3 separate regions of the Mus musculus genome follow, and regions 2 and 3 are each linked to region 1. Evidence: chromatin contacts called from public HiCAR-type data. All regions are on one chromosome and are shown on one strand. Each heading gives the region's core, a stretch centred on a gene start, on an enhancer-like site or on the middle of the called end of the contact. The rest is flanking DNA. Distances are from core to core; before and after follow the strand shown.

Evidence for each region. HiCAR-type assays count read pairs that join an accessible place to other places.
Region 2: a contact with region 1 is called in a HiCAR-type map of astrocytes, with 3 times the contacts expected there. The contact joins the promoter of Hey1 here to the promoter of Il7 in region 1. A contact is called at or near these places in 8 of 39 promoter capture datasets (the 3T3-L1 cell line, 3T3-L1-derived adipocytes, the SN4741 cell line and 4 more) and 2 of 115 datasets of contacts at active chromatin or transcription factors (astrocytes and bone marrow-derived dendritic cells).
Region 3: a HiCAR-type map of kidney shows a contact between it and region 1, with 10 times the contacts expected there. The contact joins the promoter of Mrps28 here to the promoter of Il7 in region 1. A contact is called at or near these places in 8 of 39 promoter capture datasets (the 3T3-L1 cell line, embryonic stem cells, frontonasal cranial neural crest and 3 more) and 5 of 115 datasets of contacts at active chromatin or transcription factors (astrocytes, bone marrow-derived dendritic cells, kidney and 2 more).

The regions. Positions count from the first base shown.
Region 1 is chr3:7,612,055-7,615,072 of GRCm38.p6, reverse strand. Il7 (interleukin 7) reads left to right here and starts at 1,313. Exons shown (of 5, transcript NM_008371.5): 1 at 1,313-1,902. The coding sequence starts at 1,893. Gm16685 (predicted gene, 16685) reads right to left here and starts at 2,368. Exons shown (of 3, transcript NR_168341.1): 1 at 2,264-2,368.
Region 2 is chr3:8,665,002-8,668,303 of GRCm38.p6, reverse strand. It overlaps Hey1 (hairy/enhancer-of-split related with YRPW motif 1), which reads left to right and starts at 1,266. Exons shown (of 5, transcript NM_010423.2): 1 at 1,266-1,522; 2 at 1,727-1,802; 3 at 1,949-2,032; 4 at 2,278-2,359; 5 at 3,240-3,302. The coding sequence starts at 1,434. It overlaps LOC115489673, which reads left to right. Exons shown (of 2, transcript XM_030252957.1): 1 at 1-1,080; 2 at 1,226-1,380. The coding sequence starts at 418. The coding sequence ends at 1,366.
Region 3 is chr3:8,922,478-8,925,581 of GRCm38.p6, reverse strand. Mrps28 (mitochondrial ribosomal protein S28) reads left to right here and starts at 1,725. Exons shown (of 3, transcript NM_025434.3): 1 at 1,725-1,995. The coding sequence starts at 1,786. It overlaps Gm52601 (a long non-coding RNA gene), which reads left to right and starts at 2,010. Exons shown (of 2, transcript XR_003954436.1): 1 at 2,010-2,108.

The sequences.
Region 1 (3,018 bases), core at 64-2,563:
CCTGTTTTCTTTCTCTTTCCTCTCTTTCCTTTTTTTTTTTTTTTTTTTTTTTTTTTTGGTGGACATTTTTCCATGTTCCATCGTTGAAATGCTTTCTCACCACAGTAGCTCTCTTCCATCCTGTCATACTGCAACGCTGGAGCCTAATCCTATTCTAGATAGCCCTTCTCTGTGGATGGGAGCTGTCTGGAGACCAGGGCTGCAGTGAAGATAACAAGTACTGTCAAATCTCCTGATGCTTTGAGCAGGATGACAACAAGAGAGACAACAGAGAGGTGTTTAAACAGCCCTGCAGGCACCGGGTAGGATTTATTTTGGAAGTGCACTAAGACAACAGGTTTTACATTGAATGTGGAAAGTGAGAGTCCCTGCAGAGTCCACAGGCCAGTGCCCAGTTAGAACTCCTATGGTCCACACTCTAAATGCACAAACAGTACCTCTCTGCCTCTTTTCACTGTTAACAGACAGAATCTGAAGCTCGTGTCCTGATGTCCGATTAGGAACCGCCAGCTCCAGACCCCTTTCTGAGGTTCCCCAGAGCGTTAAGAGCACACCCACCACCCTAGGGCGTCTTCTTAGTCTACTGTATCCTCCATTATTTACAAGGTTCTCTTCCACAAGAGATTCCAAGCAGACTCTTTGAAGCCAGCCTGCAGGTGTTTTTTATCCAAATTCAGCCACGTGAACTTAGCTCTGTTACTTAAGGAAGCCTCTGTTCCCATGTGTATCTTTCAACTGCAGATAAGAAAACAGATTGCCTCGGCAGAAAACTCCAGATGCCAAAATACATGTAAATTCCTGACCAAGAGTCCTGGCATAGAGCAAATACTAGATATATGAGAGATATGGTCCTGATCTCAGATCTCTCTTGTTACTGGTTTGCACAACCTGCCTTCACCTAAGCAGTGTTTCTCCTGATTATAAGAAACAACACTAAATCAGGAATCCCCTCGGTAATTCAGGCCTATTATTAAAACAAAACAAAACACTTTAATGAAACAATCACAATGGTGATTAGCTATGTCAGGAGATAACTGTGGGAGATAGTTACTATGCAGAACTTCTATGTGCCCCCAACTAATACGAGTTTTGGTTTTCTGAAGCTACCACTTACATACTAGACTGGATGGACTCACAAGAATTATTTGTTCTTAAAGTCCTACCTGAGCAGGTGCATTGCACAGATGACAGGGAGGAAAAAAAAAAAAAAAACAAACTAGAGAACCTAGAGGGGCAGAGGGCGTGACCCTCTTAATCATCCTTCACTTCCTTTTTTTTTTTTTTTTTTTTAAGATGACTTACATCGGCGGCAGCAGAAGCAGCGACGCCTCCTCAGTGGAACTGACTTGCAATAGCGAGCTTTCTCTGCTGCACATTTGTGGCTTCTGTGGACATATTAGTAACCAGCGGTTTTAGCTCCCAGTCTCACAGAGTTGCCAGAGAGGTTAGAAGTCATTTGAAAAGCCTATTAGCCGAATCTTTCTGATCCAGAAGGCCAGCTGGCTTCTCCTGAGCTACTTTCAATTCGCAGCAACCACTGATCCTGGTCCAGGTGACTGGGGAAGACGCTGAGGGTATAAACCCAAACATTGAACCTGAAGACCCAGCGCAAAGTAGAAACTGAAAGTACCCTGCTTAGTCTGCCGGCAGATCCTACGGAAGTTATGGCAAAGCCAGAGCGCCTGGGTGGCCGGTGATGCATGCGGCCCCTCTTGGGATGGATGGACCAGGCGTGGCGTGGGTGAGAGGAGTCAGCTGCCTGAACTGCCCTGCCCAGCACCGGTTTGCGGCCACCCGGTGGATGACCGGGGTCCTGGGAGTGATTATGGGTGGTGAGAGCCGGCTCCTGCTGCAGTCCCAGTCATCATGACTACACCCACCTCCCGCAGACCATGTTCCATGGTAAGCGCTGCTCTCTGGTGCGCACAAGTAGGTGCGCCTAGCGCGCCGGGGACTCTGGGACAGTCCGGGAGGTGCCACCCGCCCCCGCGCCTCCGCACGTCCGGGAATAGCCCGGCCTTGCACTTTGGACAGGCTGAGAGCTTGGCCTCTCCCATGGTCAGCCACTACCCGCGCTGAGCTCGGTTGCCCAGAACCATTGGCACCTGGGCGTACAACCCTGGCGGGCGGGGAGGAACAGTTCCCGAGGCGGTTTTCAGATCCCCAGACCCAGAGCTTCAGTGCGGGAGCCGCGACGCGGTGGCCCCCTGCAGTCAAGACTCAGTAGTCAGTGGTTTTCAGCCACTTTGTCCCTAGCCAGTACCTCTTCAATGCAGCCCTTCCTGGCTTCCTGGCTGTGCAGTTACTCACAGGCTGCCTGGGTTCAGGGCGTTGCTGGGCTCTCGCAGCTCAGAACTTCATGGAGAATGAAAGAGTCGCTCCCAGGATGCGCTTTTAAACCCTAAAGGACAGATCATTGGAAAACCCCCTCTTCTCCCCGCAGTAAGTCTGGGAGTTTCCGATCCAGGCTGTAAGTTGACTTGTTTGCTGGGAACCCAAGTCCTGCGGCTGAGATTGCAAAAGGCCAGATTTTATTTTCCTTCTATATATTTGCTACTTAAGGGAGGCAGAACTTTAAGTACCCATGAGTACAAATTCTTAGCTCCCTGATCAAATCTAATAGGCTTGCATTAGTTTTAAATAAGTAAGGATTTAAAGTGGACAAGAACAGAATTGACAGAGGCTGGAATCCATTTGTAGCTAGAACTAATAGAGATGAGAACAGAATGGAGTGTGAGGAGGTCTACCTAAGGGAATGCAGGTGTTTTAAATACTTCCTCAAGCAAGAGAACCTATGGAGGTGCAGGATCTAGCCTAAGGCTCTTTCCTTTTGCAACCCCATTGCAAACCATTGTATTGGTTTCCGGCCCACTGTTTTAGGTACAATTACTTCCCCTCTCTTAGGTACTAGCGAACCAAAAACATTTGAGGGAGTACTTATCAGAAACCAAATAAAAGATGTGGAGACCTGAGAGACTGCCCAAGAAAATGATGGAAGGCTGCCAAGGTGCCCCTGCA
Region 2 (3,302 bases), core at 17-2,516, 1.1 Mb before region 1:
AGGTTGTCTACTTCTGTGAACGCTGAACTAGGGAAACAATCCATAAGATTTAAACTATTTTTTTAAAGTCGCCCTTCTTGGTGGGGGAGAGGGGAGAGCGGTGTGCAGAACTTCATATAGCACCCCAAACGCCCCTCCCAACTGAGACCAACGGGTGTGTGTGTGTGTCCGCGCGCGCGCGATGCGGGCCAGAAACGTGCATCCTCGCACAGATGATCGCACAGCCTCAGAAGCAAACACCCAGGCCGCCACCCTGTCGCCTGCTAAGAGGATCTGGCCGCCAACACTAGGGGGAAGGGAGGACAAAAACAAAACAAAACAACAGCAAAAATCCCAACATAATGAATGTCTCGGGGGATAGCTACTCCTCCCTCAAGCTAACCCAGAAAACAAGCGCTCTACTTCCCCGGAAATGACATGCATAGGGGCATGCATTTCGTCCCAAAGCTGAGAAGCCTTGCAGGATTAGCTTTAGAGGCTCCTAGAACCCAAAAAGCAGCATCCCTTGAGTCTCTCAGGCTCTGCTCCCAGAGCTGGTGGCCACCATCCAAAGGAGCGGCGCCCCAGGCGACTGTTCCTGTAGGACCCGCCAACTACGCCCGCCTCCAGCCGCGGGGCACCGGCAGCAGTGCAGAGAACGGGACGCGGGCGGTGGCTTCCGGGGCCCGCCGGCGCCCGGACTCCGATTACAGGTTCACACCAGGAGCCCGGCAGGCGCGCCCTCGTGCAGCCCGGCTCCCCCGCCTGGCTATTCTTCTCCATTCATGCAGCCGCCCAGAGCAGCCGCCCAGAGCAGCCGCCGCCGCCGCCGCCACCGTCGCCGCCGCCGTCGCCGTCCGTCCGGATTGGCTGGCGGCCGGGGCGCCGGCACTTTCCCACGGCCCGCGGCGCGTGCGGCTCACCGGCGGCGCTGCAGGCGCGGCCCTGGCACACGGCCAGGCCAATCCGGGCGCGCGGGGTGGGGCTGGGCGGGGCGGTGGCTATCGCCGGGCTGGTGTCCCGGGCCGGCCCCCCATTTCTGCCCGCCGCCGGCCCACCGCCGCCCGCGGCCCCCAGCCGAACTCCTGCGGAGCCGACGCACTGCCGCCGGGCAGGGGCGGGCTCCGGGGGCGGGGAGCAGCCAGCCTCGGCCTCCGCTCGTCCCGCCCCCATGCGGCTGCCAATCTGCGCAGCGAGGCGCCAATTGGCCGGGGCACGCGGTTACCCGGGAGCCGTGGCCCCGCCCCTGCCCCAACCTCTCCGCCTTCCCCGCCCTCCCCCTATCCATGGGAAGGGGCGCAGCGTGGGAAAGGGATGGTTGAGTTTTAACCGGAGACTGAGCGTGAGTGGGATCAGTGTGCACGCACCTCCCGCAGCCGAGCGCTGAGCGGCCACTGCAGTTAACTCCTCCTTGCCCGCCGCGCGACCCTCCTCGGAGCCCACGCTCCGCCACCATGAAGAGAGCTCACCCAGACTACAGCTCCTCAGATAGTGAGCTGGACGAGACCATCGAGGTGGAAAAGGAGAGCGCGGACGAGAATGGGTGAGTTGGCGGCGTCCGACCGATCCGGAGCGGGAGGAGAGGATGGGGTGCGCTGATGCTGGGTTCCCTTTGCCGGGAGTCGTGGGCCGGCAGCTGCTGGCTGGGAGCAATCGTCCCCGAGCCCTCCAGCTCAAGTTGCCAAAGAAATCTGGTGTAGGAGGGCTCTCCTTTCCTTTCTCAAGGCAATTGCTTCCCATCTTACAGAAACTTGAGTTCGGCGCTGTGTTCCATGTCCCCAACGACATCGTCCCAGGTTTTGGCCAGGAAAAGACGGAGAGGCGTGAGTACCCCCCCCCCCAATAATTTAAATATATATGCACATTGTTATATTAATTAATTAACTAACGGAAAGAACCACATTTCTTCTCGTTGGAATGTACAGTCATAACGTAAATGCCCTCCTTTGTTTTTGTCTGCTTCCCATAGATCATCGAGAAGCGCCGACGAGACCGAATCAATAACAGTTTGTCTGAGCTGAGAAGGCTGGTACCCAGTGCCTTTGAGAAGCAGGTAATGGAAGTATGAGAGCGCTGAGTGTAGCCATCGGCACCTTCTGATTCCCTCCCCTCCGTGCTTCTAACCTCATTTGTGCCAAGTCGTTGGATGTTCTTACACAAATTCCCACAGATTTTGTGGATATACGTGACTTTTGCTTTTTTTTTTACGTTTGTATTTTACATGTATGTATATTTGTGTGCATATTTTAAGTTCTCCAAAGGCACTTGTGTCAGATAAGCCTTTTGTCTTCTTTTTAGGGATCTGCTAAGCTAGAAAAAGCTGAGATCTTGCAGATGACTGTGGATCACCTGAAAATGCTGCACACTGCAGGAGGGAAAGGTATTCCTCTCCAGTTCAGCTGGGGCTTTGCGTGCTCGGCGTGGGGGGTGGGGGTGGTAGCAAGCGCAGTCTGGGATTGGTGCAGTCCCTGCCTGCTTTGCTTTGTGGGGTGGGGAGAGCAGTATGTGCTTGCCAGCCAAGTGCACCTTCAACAGCACATGGGTTCTTGAGCAGTGAATACATCACCCCAATCCTCTTTCAACTGAGCTAATGCACCTTTCAGCAAGCGCCTGTCTCCCGGAGCTCCTCCGGTTGTGACAGCCCTGATTTAGGTCAAGTCACTCATGTTTGTCTGTTGCTATTTAAGAAAGGATTGGGAAATGGCTTATTAAAAAGAACAACTAGATAGTCGGAATTTTATATACAGATTTAGAAAACGAACTGCCAAAAGAATTTGGAGGAAAGAGACATGTTGGGGCTAAATAGAGAGGAAAAAAAAATCTAACGGGGTGAGAGACTGAAGCCCGTGTCTGTCTCCAGCCACCAGATTCTTCACCAAGGACCAAGTGCCTAAAAGCTCCACGATGATAACTTACATCTGTGTGTCTAATGAATTTCACTGCTCTGTGGTTTCTCTGTCCTTGATGTATTTTTTGTTGTTGTTGAGGGAAAACATTAAAGGAGGGAACATAGTTTCATCTGCTGGTAGGGTATAATTCCAATTTCTGCTCAGCAGCTTCTAATTGGGCTTTGAACTTGCATTAGCAAACATATACTGTTGATTAATGCAAAGATTTTGGTCAGCTTCAAAATATTTGAGCTTCCAGGACCCATGATCTGTGCTGTAATCCTGTATGGAGTTGCCAGGAAGAACTTTGGAGTGGAAGAAATTCAGGAAATGAGCAGAGCCTTGAAGGTTTTCCTTTGTTTTTGTGCACAGGTTATTTTGACGCGCACGCCCTGGCTATGGACTATCGGAGTTTGGGGTTTCGGGAATGCCTGG
Region 3 (3,104 bases), core at 476-2,975, 1.3 Mb before region 1:
TCCTTCCTCCCTCCTCCTTCCTCTCTCCTCTTCTTCTCTTAAGTAATTTTGAGACAGGATTTTGCTGTATAGCCCTGGCTGGCCTTGAAGATGCTCTGTAGACCAGGCTGGCTTCAAACTCCGAGACATTCCTCTGCCTCTTCCTCTTGAGGGATAGAATTCAAGTTGTATATCACCACTGCCCTGTGAATCCTCACTTTTCTAATTTCATTTGATACTTCTTAAGTTGGGAGCTTCAAGACGAGTCCACTGAGCGTACATATATCACTAGGAAGACTAAGAGCCCCTCCCCATGGCGCTGCCTGGCTTTCAGGGTTATTCACTAGCTTAGGCAACACGAATATAACATGTCTGTTGGATTTAAAGATGGGACTTCATTTGTTCTGTTCATCCAGATGGAGGGTTTATCCTGAAGATTGAACCTAGGGCCTTGCCATGCCAGACAAGCACTGGAAGTGATACAGTTTAAGTTTGCAAAGCAGTTCTTTAAACTTGGCACTGCTGAGCAGCTTGCTTTCCCAAGCAGAAAAACCAAATCTGCACGGGGATACTGGATTGCCCAGGATGAAAGTTCCTTACTTGAGACTGCTGAGGGCTCTTAAAGGGAGCTCTACAATTTGCTACACTGTTTCCGAAAGGAACTGAAAGTGGTAGTAGCCATAGAGATTGACATTTTCGACAAGAATCCACTTAAGTGTCAGCAGAAATGAGCGTATGCAGAATGAGATCTCACTTGAAGCGGAATCTACTTTTCAGGCTCCTACTGAATTTGTGAGATACTCCCTACAGTGACTAGTAATGCGGAGTGGTAAGTTATCCACAAAACTATGCATCATTCTAAGGTCAAAATAGACCTGCAGCATTGAGGAAGACTTACACTAAGAGTCAAAGACATAAAAGAGGTTCTGTCCTGGCCCTGGTAGTGACAGTACTTGTAAAGTCCCATCATTCAGGGAGAAGCAGGAGGGTCAGATGATGAGGGTCACCCTCAACTACGCAGTGAGCTCAAGGCCAGTATGGGTTACATGAGACCTCGATAAGGGGAAAAAAGATATTTATGTACAAATGACATAGAAAACTGACACCCGCCCTTGGATTTAGTAATCTGTAGGTTAACATTACATTGATTAGACTAGTGGTCCACTTAAAAGGCAAACACTTTTGCAACTAGGTTCGATTCTTAAGTGGATGGACAAATTCTGGGGATTTACACTGGGGAGAAACAAACAATATCAAGTGTTTGGGTATGGGAGCGTGGAAGTGCTACGCCTGAGCATATTTCTGAAGCTTAATTCACAGGAAATGATGGTAGCTAGCTAGGATAAAACTTCTGTTGGGTTTTGTAATGCATGTGACTGGCAACAGAAGTGGCCAAGGACAGACCTACCATCAGTTTTAGGAACAACTTTGTGCCCATTTGCAAAGGCAATCTCTCCTTCCTTCCTGGAGTTTACAAAACTGGAGGGTGAACACTAAGAATTATTTCAAATCTAAAGCATGACGCATTCGAAAGTGCTGAGTAACGAAGGCACAGGAGGTGCTGGTGAGCATAGGGCTTCCAACTCTAACAGGATAACGAAGGAGACCTCTGAAGACCGTGTAGTACAGCAGCTGTAGCGTCACCCCGTCCCTCAGGAGGCATGCGCTCTCTGGCGTCCGCGGGAGGCAAGCTTTAAACTACCGGACTAGTAGGCTCGCCTGGGATTAAGGCGGTAGGCGGGGCTCTCCTCGGCCCGCCCCCTGACCTGCAAGCGTGCAGAAGAGGTCAGAGGTCGCGCAGGCGTCATGGCGGCGCTGTGTAGGTCCCACGCCGGGACTGCTGGGAGCCGTTTCTTGAGAGCGCTTGTCTTCTCCAAGCCTTTGCGAAATGCAAGCACGGAGAGTGGTTCCGAGAGCGCAACCCACGACTCCTCCGCTCCTCGGGCGCGTTCAGGCGGCTTCGCGAGCGCTCTGGAGCGACACTCGGACTTGCAGCGGAAGGCGGAGCTCCGACTGGTAAGCAGGCCTCGCGGCGCCACGTCCGCACGCCGGGCCGAGCGTGGGGAGGGGCTAAGCCCGGGACGCTGGGAGGAGCCGGCGTGGTGGGGCGGGAGCCCGTCGGTGTTGGGGTGGGGCTCAGGCGGCGACTCCAGGGAGGGGCCAGCGTGGGTTGGGGGTGAATTCTGTCCTTCTTGTCATGGGCTATGCCGGTGACTTAGGGATGAGGAGAGGAGCGACTGGAGCGGCGGGGGTAGCTTTCTACCCTTGACCTGCAGCAGAGCGTGTGATTAATATTTTCTTCCTTTTCCATGGCTTTTACGCTCCTGTGGGTTCTCTCTGCATACCTTTGTGACACATTCTGGGCCAGGTATCCATCGGGTTTGTGGGGCGACCCGTCAGACTTGGAGGAAAACGACTCCAGGTCTTAGCCTTGCCACAAGGCGGCTCGAGGCCTGTCACAAGCATCTTAATTGAATTGACACTTAAAGCTATTGTGAACTGGGCGTATGATTTAAACTGTCAGTGTTTCACTTTCCTTTATTGCAAGTGACCTTTTATTTTAAAAATATAGTTTTTTCCCCCTTTGTGTAAAACATTGTAAAATAATTTAGATACATGAAGTAGTGCAAATACAAAAGGCTGGGATTTTTAAAAATTCTGAGACTCGGGTATACATGAGGTTGGGTTATATAAGAAAAATCTGAATTTCCAGTTTTTGTTCTCTAGTGGGTATTGCTGAACAGTACACATGTAGCTATTTCTCAGGATTGTAGGGTCATCTTAGTTTTGAGTGCCAAAACTTTTCTTTGATCTAGTGATGGGAAGGACCCCAGGACATAGTTTTGAGATTTTTGCCACATGTAGTGGCTTAAAACACAAATTTTTACTTATAGGGCACTAGGAGTTCTTTTAAAATAAGAAAATGAAAATATAAAAAGATAACAAAAACTTAACATATTAGAATTGGACAAAACAAATAGAATTTAAAGAGCTCAAGAGAGGTGGAGGAAATACAGGCACTTGTGCACACACTCAGGAGTCCCATAGAAGCTGGAAGCCGCGACACACTTTAGAGGACCTGGGGTAGGCCTGGTGCAAGCCCTGTGAGTGCTTTCCAGTCTCTG